3 separate regions of the Mus musculus genome follow, and regions 1 and 2 are each linked to region 3. A link is a contact called in public HiChIP or PLAC-seq data. All regions are on one chromosome and are shown on one strand. Each heading gives the region's core, a stretch centred on a gene start, on an enhancer-like site or on the middle of the called end of the contact. The rest is flanking DNA. Distances are from core to core; before and after follow the strand shown. Region 1 has its middle 83 kb from the start of Gm41598. Region 2 has its middle 61 kb from the start of Gm41598. Region 3 overlaps Plcl2 (phospholipase C-like 2).

Region 1 (3,613 bases), core at 389-2,888, 140 kb after region 3:
TCTGCTGCCGATCTCCTGTATTTCTTTAAGTGAGTTATTAATGTCATTTAAAAAATCCTCTTCTTGCACGCACCCGACTTGCCAGCAAAGCAGATGCCACAACAGGATCCTTCTGCACACGTTTATTGGGAGAGCTTGATTGCAGAAGCGAAGAGACCCCAAGCTCAGAAGTGGTGCTGCTTATATAGGCCTAGGAGAGGTGTGTCTCACACCCGGATTGGTTAACATATCTCTCCTCTCATTGGTTAACATGTCTCTCATCTGATTGCTTATATTCTCAAAACCTCATCTTGGCGAAAAACTTTACTGCCTTTGTATGCGTGGTGGCCAGCGGTAGCCAGCGCCACCCTGCAACAGCACATGTGGCTTCCCACATCCTCTACCAGCATCATGAGATATGATTTTAAATCTGAATCTTGCTTTTCGGTGTGTTGGGGTATCAAGGACTCGCTGTGGTGGGAGTGCTGGGTTTTGCTGATGATGAGTGGTCTTGCTTTCTGTTAGTAAGATTCTTATGTTTGCCTTTCACCATCTGGTAATCTCTGGCATTAGTTGTTATAGCTATCTCTGGCTGGAGTTTGTTCCTCCTGTGATTCTGTCAGCCTCTGTCAGCACTCCTGGGAGTCCAACTCCCTCCTGAGTTCCAGTGGTCAGAGTACTCTCTTCAGGCAAGCTCTCCTCTTGCACGGAAGGTGCACAGAGGTCTGGAGCTCAGCTCTGCCTCCTGGCTGAAGATGAAGGCCCGAAGGGACCCTGTCCAAAAAGCTATGTTGCTTCTGCAGCCTGAATGCTCTCCTGTACAGACTGGTCTCTGAAGGACCTGGGATACAAGATGGCGTACTCACCTGGTCCCAGGATCAGAGCCCTCCCTTGAGGCCAACTCTCTGGTGAGTCAGCTCTGCCTCCTGGCTGAAAGTGAAGGCCTGAAGGGACCCTGTCCAAGAAGGTATGTTGCTTCTGCAACCTGCGCACACTCCTGCCTGAAGTTTGTCTTAGTGTTCTACTGCTGTAAAGAGACATCATAAGTACAGAAGCTCTTTTAAAGGAAAACACTAAGCTGGGCTTGGCTTACAAGTTCTGAGGTTTAGTTCTACCCCTATGAGGCCACGCCTCCTAATCCTTTTCAAATAGTGTCACTTTCTGATGACAAGGAATTCAAATATATGAGCCTATAGGGCCATATTAAAAGCATCATATTCTACTCCCTGACTTCAAAAGGTTTGTATCCATGTCATAATATAAAAATGCATTCAGTTAACTGCAAAAACCCTTATAGTTGATCACAGTCTCAACACTGCTTAAAAGTCCAAAGTTTCTTTTGAGAGTACAGCAATCTCTTAACTGTAACTCCCTGTAAGATCAAAATCAAGAAGCAGTCCCATGCTTCCAACATGCATTGGCACAGAATATACATCGCCATTATAAAAGAGAAGAAAAGAGCATGGTGAGGAAATACTGAACTAAAAAGCAAGACCTAAACCCAGCTGGGCTGATTCCAGCCTCTGTGTCTCCATGTCTGATGTCAGAGTGCTCCTCAGATCTCCAGCTTCTTTCAGCTTTGTTGACTGAAACATACTTGTCTTTCTGGGGCTGGTTCCATTTCCTGTTAGCAGATCTCCTTTGGCATCTCCAGCATCTTGAGGTTTCTAAGGCAACCCAGGCTTCACCTTCACAGCTTCACACAATGGCCTCTCTAGGCCTCTGTGCATATACACTCCCCTGCCACATGCGTTGCCTCAGTGGCTTTCCTTTGCCACAGAGGGAGATTCCACAACCACTGTTTTGTAGCCTTGACTCTAAAGCCAGAACCACATGGCTAAAGCTGTCGAGTTCTGCTGCTTGCTGGGCTGGAACTCAGCCCTCTTGTTCAATTTCAACTGCCCCAACTTTCTGCTATTGGGGGTTTCCTTCACTGCATAAAGCTTTGATTTTTAAATCTTTTTCATAATTGGAGGATTAGCTTGGTTGGGGTCTTCCTTCAAATTGGGCCTTTCCTGTTTTCTAACCATGGCATCTATTGCAGTAGGTTGTCTTCTGAACAGGTTTCCTTTGAGGCCTGTGCTTTTCTGTTCTGATGTGTGCTGATCCCTTGCTAGGCTGCTGCCTTGGTTTCCATGTAACTCTATTGCTTTTCATGGGGTTTGACCCCTGACACGCCCCCCCATTTTGTCCTTTCTCTGAGTACATCTATCAGACTGTATAAACTGTACATTTTCAGTCTTTTAATGTTCAGAAACTTTGTTTCAGATTTTATTGAAAGTTTGGCTAGGCATCTAATGCTATATTCAAAACCATTTCTCTCTGAACCTTGAAACCCTACTGCATTTTCCTCTAGTGGTGACCATATTTGTCTGTAACTAACTTTTTCACTTTCTCCGGGACTTTTTATTTGCATTTATTTTATTTCCTGTAGTTCCCAATAGTCATGACAATGTAGACAGGCCTTTTCGTTCATCAGTCGAATTTTTTTTCTATATTTTTAGAGCACTGGAAACCCGAGAGGCTCACCTCCTAAAAGTCTCATTCTGGGTAGGTAGAAATGATCTTAGAGACACATGAATGTTTGAGGTGTTAGCAGAGGGGACCTTTTTGAGGTGACACCTGATATGAACCATGAGTAACAAGGACCCATGGAGGGACATGGGACAAACACTAGGAAGACTGAGACACGAACCAAAGGACCAAGTATGAATAGACAAGAATATACAGATCACAAGTGAGACAAATGGCTGGAGCACACAGCAGGAAGACAGAGATGAGGGTCACAGAGCCTATGGAGCCAGAGAAGGTGGGGTGTCTTGTGACCTGGATTCTGCATGAACAATCTCTCAGGCTGCAGAGTATAGAAAGGGAGGCAGGAATGGCCTCCAAGCCACTGATGTGAGCCAGGGGAGTCACGGGACAAGAGAGAAAATGAACCCAGACCTCGCTTTCACCTGGACAGCTGAGTAGACGACTTGATACAGAGCGGAGGAGGCTTGGGGGAGAGCAGGATCAGAAGAAGACATTGAAAAGTGCTGGTTGGACTTATCCAAATGGAGATGGATGACTGGATCCATTGCACTGGTATGTGTGCAGATGTTAGGGCAGACTTGAGCATCATTGATGCTCGCTGCAGTAAACACCCTGTGTTTCTAATCATCGGGTAAGCACTCTGCCATTGAGCCACATCCAGTCTCCAGAGTCCTTTTACTGTGGACTCTTGTGTGTCTTCAGTTTTAACTCTCCCCTTCTGTTTATTTAGGTATAGCCTCTCCAATTCTGTTTATTCTTTCTAGAACCCTCTTTGATGGCCATGAACCTCCTGGATCAACCCATGCTCAGAGTTCCCCACCCCTATGCCATTTCTTCCTTAGTTTTTGTTCTGTGTCTTAGCTTAAGTGTCTCAACTCTTGCTTTCTGTCAACTCATCTTTTTTATAACTATCTGTTCTTATTTTGCAACATTAGAACCCATGGGAACCCTTGTAAATTGCTCTGTTTCTGAGGTCTTTCCTTTCTGAGCAGTTCTGTGTGTCTTGACCTTCTTCCTCTTGGTACTAGCCTTCCATTTGAAGTGAGAAGGCATGAAGCTTGGCTCATGTTTTTGGAAAAGAGGTGCTTCTAGGCAGTGT
Region 2 (3,829 bases), core at 483-2,982, 160 kb after region 3:
GGGGGGGGGGGGGGGAGAGCAAGTTCTAGGAGAGAGCAGAGAACATAAAGGGAGAGCAAGGGTGGGAGGAAGGGTAAGTGTTCTGCTGACACGAACTTCAGCCAGAGTGTTCCAAAGAAGATCAAGAGACTTGTCAGAGAGAAATGTCCCAGATTAGGAAGGAGAGTGTCCCTTTCCATGCAGTAGGTACACAGCAGAGCAAGAGAAGCTGCCTGATATACTAGCATGGCTTCTGCAGCAGCAATGGGTTCCAAGAGCTAACAGAGACAGGGCAGGCAGTTCCAAGGTGACACATACCTGAGTGCTGGCACAGAGACAGAGCCTTTCTACATGCCCAGGAGAGTGTAGAAGGCTCCAGGAGCCGGAAATGCCCTGGAGAAGCATAGAGGGTTGAGAGAAGAAGTGGCTGAAGAGGTAGGTGACTCTAGAATTTGTAGTCAAATATGGTGGGTAGCAGAAACCAGCAGAGACACATGATCCATACCTTAGGAGAGTCAACTCAGCAGCTTGGCTCAATTAGGAGAAGTTAGATCCCTTGGAAAGGGGGCCATTTGTGCCTCCTGGGTTTTTGGCACCAGATGCATAAACTGGTGACATTACCATGCAATGGTATATTTAAGGCTTTATTTTAGACATGAGAGCAAGAACAGCCAAATGCATCTGGAAGAGCCTAGAGAGAAAGAAGTAGCCTGGACATGGCATGGAAAAAAAAACCAGGAGAAAAACGAGAGAGAGAGAGAGAGAGAGAGAGAGAGAGAGAGAGAGAGAGAGAGAGAGAGAGAGAGAGAGGAGAGGGGGAAGAATGAATGAATGATTATATCTGAACTAGGAAGGTTCTAAGAAGAATGAGTGGCTGAGGAGAGAAGACTGAGCGTGAGGGAGTTTGGGGTAAAGGACGGGGTGAGTAGAGACACACATCCCTTCTGTCTTTTGAAATTTGAGGAAATGGAGTTTCTCTTGGATCTGACAGTAACCAAAACCATTGGGAATAGTCTATAATGTTTTGGATAATGTTATGGGACCCTTTTTGCCAATAATTTAAAAAAATATATATATAACCCATTCCTGATACTGAATGGACCTAGATGGGGAAGGGGAAACAGACTACAGTATCATAAAGGGATAAAATGGAAACTAAAATAATAGGTGTGGTGGTTTGACTAGGTACCCCCCTTACACCCCACCCTCCTGCCCAGACTCATGAGTGTGAATGCTTGGCCCATGGGGAGTGGCACTATGGAGTAGGTGTGGCCTTGTTGGAAGGAGCATGTCACTGTAGTGGGCTTTGAGGTTATACATGCTCAGGGTTATACACTCATTGATACAGCCTCCTTCTGCTGCATTCGGATCAAGATATAGAAGTCTCAACTCCTTCCGCAGCACCATGGCTGTCTGCAAGCCTCCCTGTTTCCTGCCATGATGATAATGGACTGAACCTCTGAACCTCTAAGCCAGCCCCAATTAAATGTATTCCTTTGTAAGAGCTGCCTTGGCCATGGTGTCTCTTCACAACAATGAAACCTTACCTAAGATAGAGAAGTAAATGAGAGGCCAGGTTAAAGGAGGGTAGGGAGCAAGGGACAGCAAAGCCACTTGGAAACCTACTATTGTAGAAGCTTTCTCTGATAGTGAATATATAAAAGGAATCTAAATGGAGCCACCGTAGAATGAGGAAGATGACGTCTTACTTTCACGATGGGTGGAGGGTGGACTGTTTCCTGGCTTACCAAACCCCAAGATGAGGTGGCTCTAAAATTATACTGTATGGTGAAACCCCGGAGCAGCTCAGAGAGGCACAGTGCTGGTTGTTGCTTGGTCACCTCTAGGTGACCCTGTGGTTACCCTCTCTGCAGTGCCTGCCGCAGGCTTTCTTTGAATCTCTTAGAAACAGGATTCTGAGAAGCCAGCAGCAGCCTCGTCCCCACCCTGCAGGCCTCACACAGTTGCATTTTTATAAAAAGTTTTATTTATACTTCATGTGCATTGGTATTTTGCCTATATGTATGCCTATGTAGGGGTGTCAGGTCCCCTGGTCAGTTACAGACAGTTGTGAGCTGCCACGTGGTTGCTGGGAATTGAACCTGGGAAGAGCAGCCAGTGTTCTTAACCACTGAGCCCTCTCTCTAGTGCATTTTCCTTCTTTAGGTGGCCAGCCAGAGGGTCTGTGCTCTGGTGCAGGCTGTTGTGGATTGAAGCTGCAGAAGCTGCCGTGGCTCTGCAGAGCCTTGAGTTCAGAGCTTATGCTACCCCAGGCTTCCTTGGTCAGTGGTGGGCCTCAGGGCTGAGCAGTGTCCAAGACAGACATAAAGTACCTGCCCTGTTAGCTATGTGGGTGACAACTGGATGTAACCACATACAGTACTGTTGCAGGGAGCCAAGCATCTGCCTGAGATGGAGAAATGGGCTCCAGAGCTACTGTCCACAGTGTCCCTCTTAACTGGGAGAGGGGCATCCCCAGGGTGACTGAGGCAGGCAAGCTTGAAAGACGCTAACATTTCCCGACATTGGGTTCCATTCCAGGCCTCTGGCCTTCATGTTCCTGCTGGAGGAAAATGACAGTGGCCTTTCTACCCCATCATTGCTGCCTATGCCCCGTTTGCTCATCTGCTAAGCCCTACATCTCTCTAGCTAGACTGTAAGTTCTAAAGAGCTAGAGATCCATCTTTTCATGGTGAGTCTTCAGCTCTGGGCAGGGTTTGACAAATGCCAGATCCTCAATAAATAGTAGCAGCTAAGATATGGGCCCTGGTTTCAAGGAGGACGTGGTGACCAACTCTGCTATGAATACACACAGTAGCAGCAGGGAAGGCCGAGGAAGACCTGCAGCCTCAGGACAGCTTGGAGATAAGTCTCACTAATTTGGACATGGGAGGAAGATACCACCACTGCACAATTATCCACCCCCAGAGCTTAAAGCCACCTCCACCTGTCAGTCTGCTTGTGATGTAAAAGAACTTGGTTGTATACCTTTGCTCTACAAGGCCTGCCCTGTTTTGTGTGACCTGGGTCCTGGAACTCTAACAGAAGCAAGGGAACAGAGGACACACAGACACCCACAGAGTAAAGTTGGAAGTAGGCTACTGCCCCACCCAGAAACTGTTTACTGGGCACAGCACAGAGGGGAGGAGTTATCTAGTCTCTGAAGGAGGGCTCTGGAGGCAGGTTCAGGCTATAACCATCTTTGCACACGCTGCAAAACATAACCACTGATGCTTGGACTCAGGAGGAAAGCTTTGCCGTTCCTCAGTGCTTCACCCAGGTCTTTGCCACCTGAGGCCTTGGAATTCATAACCTGGCAATGTCTATGCCAGCAATACACATTCAGTCAAGACTTGGCTCACCCAGGGCGAACTGTAGCATGGTCAAAATGAAACCACACTGTGAGATCTCAGGATGCGATGCGGGTTGGGGCCAAAAGGGATCTCACCTAAGGGCTGCCTGGCTGGTCAGGTTGGCACTTCTAAGGTGGAGGCTGGGGAGCAGGGATCAAGGAGAGGAAGCTGGACGGGTGTAGCTTTGATGTGAGGTAGGCTGGAGCAAGAGCTCACTCTATGGGATGAAGAAGAGGTTACTCCTGTTTTTATTGGAGGGGTGAACTGGAGACTTGAAGGACACTCACTGGCCACACCTAGCAGACTGGGATAAGGACAATTAGCCCTTATTTACAATGAATAAATTGAAGGACAGCAGGGCTTGGCTTGGGCAGCTGAGTGGGTGTGGACCAAGGGAAGGGACAAGGAGGTGGCTATGCCATGTTGAGGTCAAGGATGCTGTGGGAGGGTTGAGGTGAATGGCCGTAACTTTGCATGGTGGTCTTCATTGTAGTTCT
Region 3 (3,955 bases), core at 1,454-3,953:
ATATCCTCCAGATCCATCCATTTGCCTACGGATTTCATAAATTCATTGTTTTCAATAGCTGAGTAGTACTCCATTGTGTAAATGTACCATATTTTCTGTATCCATTCTTCAGTTCTTTCCAGCTTATGGCTACTATAAATAAGGCTGCTATGAACATAGTGGAGCATGAGTCCTTATTACATGTTGGAGCATCTTCTTGGTATATGCCCAGGAGTGGTATAGATAGGTCCTCAGGAAGTACTATGTCCAATTTTCTGAGGAACCTCCAGACTGATTTCCAGAGTGGTTGTACCAGCTTTGCAATCCCACCACTAATGGAATAGATTTCCTCTTTCTCCACATCCTCGCCAGCATCTGCTGTCACCTGAGTTCTTGATCTTAGCCATTGTGATTGGTATGAGGTGGAATCTCAGGGTTGTTTTGATTTGCATTTCCCTGAAAATTTTGACTCTTTTGTTTGTTTTTTGAGACAGTGTATCACAATGTATATAGCCTTGGCTTGTCTGGCCTCGAACTCACAGTGTTGTCTCTGTCTCAGCTTGGTTGAAGGGTGTGGGCCACCATGCAAAGCCTCTGGCTGAATTTTATATGGTCTTACAAAGCAGGTATTTGTTTTCAGAACAAGAATAGGCTCCTAGAACTCAACATCACTAATTACTTTGGTACATTAAAAATTAATTAGTAATAAATAAATATAATTTTTTAAAAAAGGTTAAATTAGTAAATTGAGATCTGGAGATAGGTTAAGAGGAGACTCAAAGGTCTTCTCTTCTCTTCTCTTCTCTTCTCTTCTCTTCTCTTCTCTTCTCTTCTCTTCTCTTCTCTTCTCTTTTCTCTTGCTTTTGAGACAGGGTTTTTCTGCATAGTCCTGGCTTTTCTGAAATTTATTCTAGACCAGGTTGATTTTGAACTCAGAACTCTGCCTCCTGAGTGCTGGGATTAAAAGCATGCTCAGCTGAGAGGGCTCTTTCTAAAAAGACTGGTCTCTATAGATTCCAAGCCAAAGACAGGAATCATAGGGCAAATCAGTTATAATTATTACACTTAGCTTTTCTGTGTTGGTGTGTATATCAAAGAACAATAAAAGTCTTTCTTAAAATGCCTGCCTGCCCTTCAGACAATGCTGATCATGAGATTCTCTGGTTGTGACATTTTGCAAACATTTAGCTTATTCAAATGAAGCACCCCACCTGTCATAGAAATTTGGAAGATCAAAACCTCTATTTGACTATGTACTGTAATCGCTGTGGGTTGCATACTTAGACTAGAAATTGGGGTATACTTCTTCACATGTGGTTTAATTTCCTCCTCATTATTGCTTAGTTTTAAAGATGTTTCCTCTTTGTTAACACTGACAGTATAGATAAAGCGAGTCTGAAGAGCCATGCTCCAGCTTCAGTCTCCCCAGTGAGTGTTATGTGGAGATTTAATTTTGGGTGACAAGTGACAGTTTTACACTGTACCTTTTGATAACATGATAGAAATATTATGTAAGTTTGAAAGATAATGGTTTATGCATGCTCTGTTGTTCCATGTTAAAATGTACTTGTCTTGCATAATATTTAGCACCACTTTTCAGTCCAAATTGTGTTAATTCATTGTTAACTGTATTTTTACTCATTGCTTAAGTGGTGAATTATAGAAAGTCTTTTGCCAAAACAGAGAACCTTGCTTACACTGGACAATTAATCATGTGTAGATCTGTTTTTTAAAAGCTTTAATGGCTTTATAACACTTTTGGATAATTGGGTAGGATAAATGTTTCTGTCCTTTAATGGATTTTAAAAGGCCATAAAATAATACGTGGAATTTAGAACTATAGTCAGTTTCATTTCAGTGATCACTGCCTACAGAAGAAAGAGGAGGCATTCCAAAAACAAACAAACAAACAAACAAACAAACAAACAACTCCTGCCACCCCAAACCCACCAAGCCTTGGAAAGAAATACATGGAGCCTAGCCCCCCCCCCCCCATTTGCTGTTCAGTCTTAAATTTCATCTAGAGTGGGACTGGGCATCTACAGAGACCGACCTGCAATGTGGAAGCCACTGCCTTGAGAAAAAGCAATTCCCCGTGAAAGACTGTGCAGTGCTTTTGTTTGTTTTTAGTTTCATTGGCCCTTGTTGGAATACATTTCTACATAAAACCAAGAATGTATGTGTGTGTGTCTGTGTGTGTGTGTGTGTGTGTGTAGGAATGGGTTTGAGTGGGCAGTGAAGAATCCGAGAGACTTTCCAAGCAGCTGGTTCTGTGTACCTGAAGCTCTGCAGCTGACCCTTTGGCCAGGGTGGGGAGGGTAACATTGGAAAGTGTGGAGGGAGAAGGGGAAGAGGGGAAAAGGTGTGATCATATTTTAATTTCAAAAAATATTTTAAAAATATTCTAGATATTTTAAAGATTCTGATTTTTAGAGCGATTTTTTAAAAATGACTATGGGACTCTTAAAGTTAGACTTTTTTTTATACTTGTTTCAATTTTCTTTTTTTTTTAAAGATTTATTTATTTATTACATGTAAGTACACTGTAGCTGTCTTCAGAAGAGAGCGTCAGATCTCGTTACAGATGGTTGTGAGCCACCATGTGGTTGCTGGGATTTGAACTCTGGACCTTCGGAAGAGCAGTCGGGTGCTCTTACCCACTGAGCCATCTCACCAGCCCAAAGTTAGACTTTTTTTTTTTTTATATTGTGTTCTACACTGTGCATTTCTCATTTTCTCTTTTTCAGTGCAATTCATTAACATCCTGTGTTTTACAATGTGCATTTCACACTATGTTCTACAATGTGCCGGCCTTAAAGTTAGACTTTTTAATGTGACATTTACATTAGGTATTAATTGGGAATAAATAAGAAAGGAAAGGTTATAGTTTATAGTTGTGTGATTGAGTATTTTAAAGTTACACTTTTTTAGTGTTGCCATATTAACATTAAGTATTATATCAATGGAAGTAGCAAAGAGAATAAACAAGAAAGGAAAGGTTAAGGCTTAGTAGTTGTGTGGTTATAGGTCAAGTCGTCAAGAGATCAGTTGTGTTGTTAGGGGCTTTGTTGTGGTGGTTGTTGTTAATTAGGAACAAGTTAGTCATCTTTGAAGCGTGAACCTCAATCGAAAAAAAATCCCTCTGTCAACAGCAGTTTTCAACCTATGGGTTACAACTTTTTGGGGAATTCAAATGAACCTTTCACGGGGCTAGCCTAATAGCATCCAAAACCACAGATATTTGCATGAATTGTAATTCATTACATCAGCAAAACTACAGTAATGAAGTGGAAAGAAAATACTTTTATGGTTGGGGTGGGGGTCACCACAACATGAAGAAGTGTGCTAAAGGTTGCAGCATGTGGAAAGTTGAGTCACTGTTCTATCACATTGGCCTGGAGGCAAGCCTGTGGGGATATTTTCTTGATTAATAATTGATGTTGGAGGGCTCAGACCACTGTGGGCAGTGCCACCTGAACTGGTGATCTTAGATTGTATCAGAAAGCAGAGTGAGCAAGCCATGGGGAGCAAGCCAGTAAGCAGCACTTTCCAGGATCTCAGTTTCAGTTCCTGCCTCCGGGTTTCTGGTTTGTCTGCCTGCCCTTCCTGTTTTGATGATGGACTATGTTTTGTTGATGATGAATTATAAAGTAAAAATAAACTCTTTCCTCCCCAAGTTGCCATACACACACACACACACACACACACACACACACACACACACACACTCAGAGCAGCTCTTGTCTCCCCATCTCTTGTTTTACTTTCCATCACAATACTTTTATCACCCTGCATGCCACACGTGTATCGGTATTGTTTGTGTGAGTGTGTGCTTTCAACTAGTTGTGAATTTTGTTTCCTTCTTTTCTTCCACTTTCAATGAATCCCTCTGTTAACTAAGTTAATGAGTGCAAATGTTTGCCACAAAACTGTATGTTACTTCAGTAATTGGCAAGATTTTAATTATTTTCTCCTT

The links. HiChIP or PLAC-seq counts read pairs in DNA pulled down with a chosen protein or histone mark.
Region 1: a BATF HiChIP or PLAC-seq map of CD8 T cells shows a contact between it and region 3, with 7 read pairs. The contact joins two enhancer-like sites. A contact is called at or near these places in 1 of 39 promoter capture datasets (maxillary cranial neural crest), 1 of 15 datasets of contacts at CTCF or cohesin (CD8 T cells), 1 of 484 Hi-C or Micro-C datasets (ventricular fibroblasts) and 1 of 115 datasets of contacts at active chromatin or transcription factors (CD8 T cells).
Region 2: a contact with region 3 is called in a BATF HiChIP or PLAC-seq map of CD8 T cells, with 9 read pairs. The contact joins two enhancer-like sites. A contact is called at or near these places in 2 of 484 Hi-C or Micro-C datasets (nephron progenitors and ventricular fibroblasts) and 3 of 115 datasets of contacts at active chromatin or transcription factors (CD8 T cells, effector CD8 T cells and memory CD8 T cells).

What each region holds. Positions count from the first base shown.
Region 1 is chr17:50,706,258-50,709,870 of GRCm38.p6, forward strand. No RefSeq gene overlaps it. Among named protein-coding and RNA genes, the nearest start is that of Gm41598, 83 kb to the right of the region's middle. Within about 2 kb of position 1,639, at least 2 of the 459 cell types and tissues checked have an H3K27ac peak or open chromatin away from gene starts, as enhancers often do. A contact at or near this core is called in CD8 T cells, where this site is marked.
Region 2 is chr17:50,727,994-50,731,822 of GRCm38.p6, forward strand. No RefSeq gene overlaps it. Among named protein-coding and RNA genes, the nearest start is that of Gm41598, 61 kb to the right of the region's middle. Within about 2 kb of position 1,733, at least 76 of the 459 cell types and tissues checked have an H3K27ac peak or open chromatin away from gene starts, as enhancers often do. A contact at or near this core is called in CD8 T cells, effector CD8 T cells and memory CD8 T cells, where this site is marked.
Region 3 is chr17:50,567,693-50,571,647 of GRCm38.p6, forward strand. All of the region lies in intron 1 of Plcl2 (phospholipase C-like 2), which reads left to right. Among named protein-coding and RNA genes, the nearest start is that of Plcl2, 60 kb to the left of the region's middle. Within about 2 kb of position 2,704, at least 44 of the 459 cell types and tissues checked have an H3K27ac peak or open chromatin away from gene starts, as enhancers often do. A contact at or near this core is called in CD8 T cells, effector CD8 T cells and memory CD8 T cells, where this site is marked.